2 separate regions of the Zea mays genome follow, and region 1 is linked to region 2. A link is a contact called in public Hi-C data. All regions are on one chromosome and are shown on one strand. The core of a region is the stretch at or near the end of the contact, and the rest is flanking DNA. Distances in the headings are between cores, read along the strand shown.

What was found. A called contact is a pair of places that touch in the nucleus more often than the background predicts.
Region 1: a contact with region 2 is called in a Hi-C map of ear, with 4 times the contacts expected there. The contact joins the promoter of LOC100280950 here to the enhancer-like site in region 2. A contact is called at or near these places in 4 of 25 Hi-C or Micro-C datasets (ear, leaf and tassel).

Annotation. Positions count from the first base shown.
Region 1 is chr10:119,192,894-119,196,009 of Zm-B73-REFERENCE-NAM-5.0, reverse strand. It overlaps LOC100280950, which reads left to right and starts at 1,492. Exons shown (of 5, transcript NM_001153870.2): 1 at 1,492-1,693; 2 at 1,775-1,851; 3 at 1,933-2,114; 4 at 2,857-2,964. The coding sequence starts at 1,610.
Region 2 is chr10:118,863,798-118,866,570 of Zm-B73-REFERENCE-NAM-5.0, reverse strand. No RefSeq gene overlaps it. Among protein-coding and RNA genes, the nearest start is that of LOC100276349, 38 kb to the left of the region's middle. Within about 2 kb of position 1,335, at least 16 of the 20 cell types and tissues checked have an H3K27ac peak or open chromatin away from gene starts, as enhancers often do. A contact at or near this core is called in ear, leaf and tassel, where this site is marked.

The DNA of each region.
Region 1 (3,116 bases), core at 243-2,742, 330 kb before region 2:
TAATTCATAGCATTTGAGAACAAGTCCCCAACAGTCTAGGTGACCGTTTGAGAGAGGGAAAGGGTTGAAAGAGACCCGGTCTTTGTGACCACCTCAACGGGGAGTAGGTTTGTAAGAACCGAATCTCGGTAAAACAAATCACCGTGTTCATCCGCTTTATTTCTTTGTTGATTTGTTTTCCCTCTCTTTCGGACTCGTTTCTATTTCTAACTCTAACCCCGGCTTGTAGTTGTGCTTAAGTTTGTAAATTTCAGATTCGCCCTATTCACCCCCCTCTAGGCGACTTTCACATTCCACTAAAATAACTATTTTTTGGATTAGATATTTCATTCAAGCATTTTCTCATCTACCGATTCGTGCAGGGGTGCGGACCGACGTTGGCCGAGTGGGAGACACAAGCTCCCACTTAAATTTTTTGGTTTAGTGGACTTTTTACCTTATTTACTACAGTTACAAAGGTTTATTTGTTAACAACACTTTATTTAGGCCTTCACTTATATTTGGGCCCCACTCAATATTTGGGCTGGATACCCTGGACTCAGTGGATTCCTTACAAATTCTGCTGATCATAGCACTTAACTCAATGTTTTGGTTGTGGCTACGACGTTCAATTTTTTTCTCTTAATTAATTATTACTTCCATTTTAAGTATTAGATTTTTAACTAAACCATGTCAAATAAAAAATAACGGAGAAAGTATTTGTTTTTGATTATAGGACTAAGGAGGAAATTTTTTCTTTAAAGAAAGGAAGAGTTTCTAAGGGCATGTGCAACCCACATAAATGTTCCGTATCTTAAAAGGTATTAAAGGGGTAAGTGGAGAAAAACACAAGAGACGATATCTTAGTGAAGGAACGTCTCTAGCACGGTTCTCTGAGTTTAGATACGGTCCTAGCCATACAATCTACATAAATAAGTCATATTTTGAGAGGTTCTAATGAATAAGATGTAAGATTTAAATACAATTGGTTGTATATAGATGTTTTTTATATATACTCCCTACGATGTAGTATTAGATGTCATTCTGTATGAATAAGTGTAGTGTAATAAAATATGTCATTCTACGATATAAAAGTAGTATTGTCCAGTTTTACCGTGTCTTCTTTATCATGGCTGGCTACGTGCATACAAAAGAGAACGTTGGACCCTATTTAATATGGGTGTGACTGGAAATTTATCTCTCCATTACTTATTACTTGGTATATGTGAAATAATGTCTAAAACGACATCTAATACTAAGTATAGCGTTTGGAGAACAACAACAGCTATGCAAGCAGTCCTTCTGTGCAAGCGTGCAAACAAACCATCTGATACATTAGATTACGATCCAACCACAGATACAACCATAGTTTGTTAGAGTTTTTTTATAAAAATTATTGAGCTATTGGTGGAAGAGTTTAAGTGTTAAATGTGACCTACAATTAAATCACAATCTAATAGATTAGATGGTTTAATTGCATGTTTAAATAGAAAGACTGCTTACATAAGAGTCGTTGCCCGCAAAGGGGACTGCTCCGAATTCCCCACCAGGCCACAAGTCCTAGTTCCAAAACCCTCTCTCCTCCCCGTCCTACTCGTACCCCATAGCCAATTTCCCTCCTTCGCTGCCAATGGACCTCTCCGCCGTCCAGGCCGCCCTCTCCGACAAGTCCTACACCGCCGTCGCCTCCCTCTGCGACGAGCTCCTCCTACAGGTACCCTTCTTGCCTCTCTCCCAATCGCACCCCACATCCGCACAAGGGTTAGCGCTCCGTCTCACGCGATTGATCTCGCAGGCCGCGTCCAAGGGAACCAATACCGACGAATGGCCCTACTCTGTCCACCTCCTGGCCCACCTCTACATCAATGACCTGTATGCGATCCGCCGCCCTTGCCCTCGTTTTTTCCCCATCCTTTTGATGCCTTGGTGTTGTTGTGACTTGGGAGTGAGCAGGAACAGCGCGCGGTTCTTCTGGAAATCGCTGCCGCAGGAGGTGAAGGACACGCGGCCGGAGCTCGCCGCGGTCTGGAGGATTGGTCAGTGCCTCTGGAACAGAGACTATGCTGGTGTCAACACGGCCGCACAGGGGTTCGAGTGGGGCCCTGACCTCACTGAATTCATCACTGCCTTCCTAGGTATAGGGCTTGCTTTTGTTGTTATGAATGGCATAGAACATTCCTATGATTATGTGCAAAGTAGCGAAGCTAAACTTGAATTGTTTGCTTTCATAGAGATTTGGTAGTGGCATGGGTGGGTAGAGGCTGTTGAACATATTGTCACCATGGATTTGTAGTGGGAGAATCTATCTATAGAGTTGGTCTGCACTGAGAATCATATATCCTCTGTGAAAATGCTGATGGAGAAGTTCGCAGGGGAGCTTCATGGCTGTTCTATGATACTCTGATTCATTCTGTCAAATTTGTTCTCCAAGGTATCAACTGGCCCTAGTGCTTTGTGTTTCAGTAAGATAGTATTTTTCATGCCAACAAATCGGGTACTTGTTGTGCTATATTGATATCATACCATAACATGACAAATGCTGGCGTAGAATGTACCCTTTGACATAGTATGTTGTGAAGAAGTTATGACTGTCATCTCTGCATCTTCTGTTCAAAAATTGTAAAACTGTAAGGGTGCCTCTTAATTTAGTGACTATGGCAGAATTTATTAAAAACAAAATTGAGACATTTAATGATTTAATGATATTCTTCCTCGTGTTTTCTGTAAGGAAAGTATGATTTCCAGTGTTTTGACATGGCAAATGGTTTTGTTTTTCTAGCTTGATTGTTTGGAAACTGATCAATGCTTGTTTTTTAATAACGTGAGCTTAACTAGTTAAGGATTTGAGGTGAATATCTGGTCTTTGTTGTAATGCAGAGAGCTACAGACAAAGGATATTCAAACTGTTGACTTCTGCATATTCGACAATTAGCGTTGCTGATGTGGCTCATTTCATGGGGATGAGTGAGGAGGATGCTACAAACTGTATGTTTCGCAATGCAGCCATTTTGTTCCAATGTGAAAGTTCTACTATACACAATGCTTTTTTGGGTTTGTTTTAAGTTGTAGTGGAGTGGTGCACTTTTGGGATATGTTGAATTCTTTTCCACTTCTTGACTCATTTCTTTGTCTTAGAT
Region 2 (2,773 bases), core at 86-2,585:
AAATTGCTATAGAAACCATAGCCTTATACTTCCTGGATTCAACACCAAACAGCCCCAAAAATGGGTGAAAACACAGAACTCCAATTCAGCTAACTGAATAACAAACTAGCCTCCCCATCTGACAGCACGAATTTTGACCCAATTTTCTCCAAGGTTAGTGCAGCACTAATCAAAGATCTTCAAAATCACTATAGGGTTCTGGGACTCAAACTTCATAGTTCCAAAGTTACGGTGTCCAGAAATCAACCAAATTTTATTAGCGCCTTTCTGCTGGTCTGAATTTCGAGTTCAGATCACTCCCTCCTTCTTTTCTGCTCGAGGCAGTTTGAGTCTCCCTTTTCTCCCAAACCAATATGGTGTCAAGCCAAACCTTCATAATAAAATTTGTTCATTGATATACGGTCTCCAACGTTACTACAAACTTCTTGGTCCAATCACACAAGAATCACAAGTTATGATACTCCGGAGTTGGTCACAATTACTGAAATTCGTTTTTAGTTTTTGAATCACATTCAGTTCACAGCACCGATTGGCAGTCAATGTTCGAGGGTATTTAACTCAGGTTTCTATACAGTACCAGACCCAAACCTTCTCAAGAGAGTTGTTCACCTTTCTATGGTTTACCAATTCACTATAGACACCATGGTCCAACACTTTATGGATTAGCCACAAAAGAGCTCTGAAGTTCAGCAAATTGCACTGAAATTCAGTTTTCATTGGACAGAATGAAATTCAGTTTGTTTGACTGATAGTCCCACTTTGGGCAGTATTTACACCACTTTTTGTGTAGGGTCACGCCCAACACACTTAAAGGAACTTATTTACTAACATATGGTCTTCAAACTTTCCACAATAATTTCAGTCCAAAACCATATAGATCAAGCACCACAAAGCTCCAAAGTTTAATCAGACACACATATTTCAGACTTAGGCTACTGCACAACAGTCAATACTCTTTTATCTGACAGCACAACTTTGTGCAGTGTTTTCTCTCATTTCTAAGCAGTTTCAAGGGTACTAGTATTCATCATTCTTCTTCATCGTCACTCATCAGCATCCGAATGTCCGAATTAAAATATATATATATTCAAACGTCTGAAAGAAAGAAGGAAAAAACGTGCAATATAATGGTCCAGAAAGAGCAAGAAATTGCCGTGCCATGGCCGGCCCAGCTTTCATAGTTGGCCCAGTAGAAAAATTAGTGTACGGGAGCGAGTGACACTCTCACTGTTAGGCCCAATTCCAGTTCATGTAGCGGAACCGCGGCTGCGTGGCTAGAGCTGGAGCGTGGAGACAAAGCAGTTGGCGCCTTAGCACCACCTCGCTGCTCTAGAAACAGTTGGCATCGAGAGCGAAGCATATAAGCAGTGCCAGAGTGACCTTGATCAGCACGCAGCTGCGCGGTGCACACAAAGCGAACTATTCTTTTGCTTTTTACTAAAGAACTAGATCAGGTGGCGCCCATTCGGGCGCCCTATCCAGCACAGAAAAAAAATAAATAACACCAACAAAACACCAAACTAAACACAGATCGACTGAACATAATCCACATTAAAGTTGCAGCACCAAATTTAAGCGTGTACCATAGTATGACGATCAAGCAAGTTACATCGGAAATTGTTATAGAATAGCATGACATGATCAAAGTCTATTATCAGGCGACCTAGTTGGGGATAGGCAGCTAAGTAGGTGATATATACAAGGCACTGGGAGGCATACTTTGGCCGACACAGTCCACACAACCATGCTCATAAGTGTTACACAAGCACAAGTGCAGCCTGATTCTGTCTACAAAAGCCAACCAAACATTCCATCTACAAAAGCAACCAAGATGTCCATCCACATAAGCTAAGCCGTCATCTGTCACGTGTTCAAACCGCGGGTTTGTCAAGGCTACAAACAAAAACAAGAATGTGAGTATAAAGTTCCATAAATATTTCATGTGTCATGTCTTCCAAGCTAATGTTAGATCCAAGCAGGATATCAAACACAGTCATATAGTCTCGCGGGAAAACAAAGAAGGTCTAATTCACACATATTGTTTGTGTGCCTATTTCATGCCACCGAATTTTGGGACAAGTGCCCATATTGTTTGTGTGTTCTTCATTTGGTTTCAAGGCATAACCAGTTTAAATGTATTGTACTCTTAGGACGGGTTTCAAACTTATTAGAAATGGTACTAAGTGCAGGCTAAAAATAGGAGGCTTTGAAGAATATGGTCTAAATAGGACCAACCCAGCAGTGCACGAACCCAAAGTGGACCTCTGCAGTCAGTTTTAATAGAAGTGTAAATAGCAAGGTTAGACAAACTTACCAGCATAGGATCCATTTTGTGAAACCGATCATGATATCGTTGTCAACAGGCTTGTACATCCTATTAGCTTTCTTGATCTGAATGTAGGAGACATTGTAGACATTGCCCTCCTTTATCAGAGGTTTGAAAACGTCAGTGGGTGAAGGGTATATTTGAGCATGAGCACTGCCAGCCTGCACAAAATAAAAGAAACATGATCATCATATTGGCACCACAAAAGTCCTAGAATCTGATTACTGCGTATTTCTTCCATTATGGTTCCTTTCTGATATACTACACAGGTTTCTCCCGTCGTTTAAAAGTCTACTTGCACTACTCCGGTATGTACTGCAGCTAGCAGAAAGAGAGAGCCCACAACAATTATCAATTACTATGCAATACCAATTGAACAGCAGCCACCTCTTGTTGTCTCCTGCTTGATCTGGCCTTCCCCCTCGCTGTAGTCCTGTGCTGCGCCCT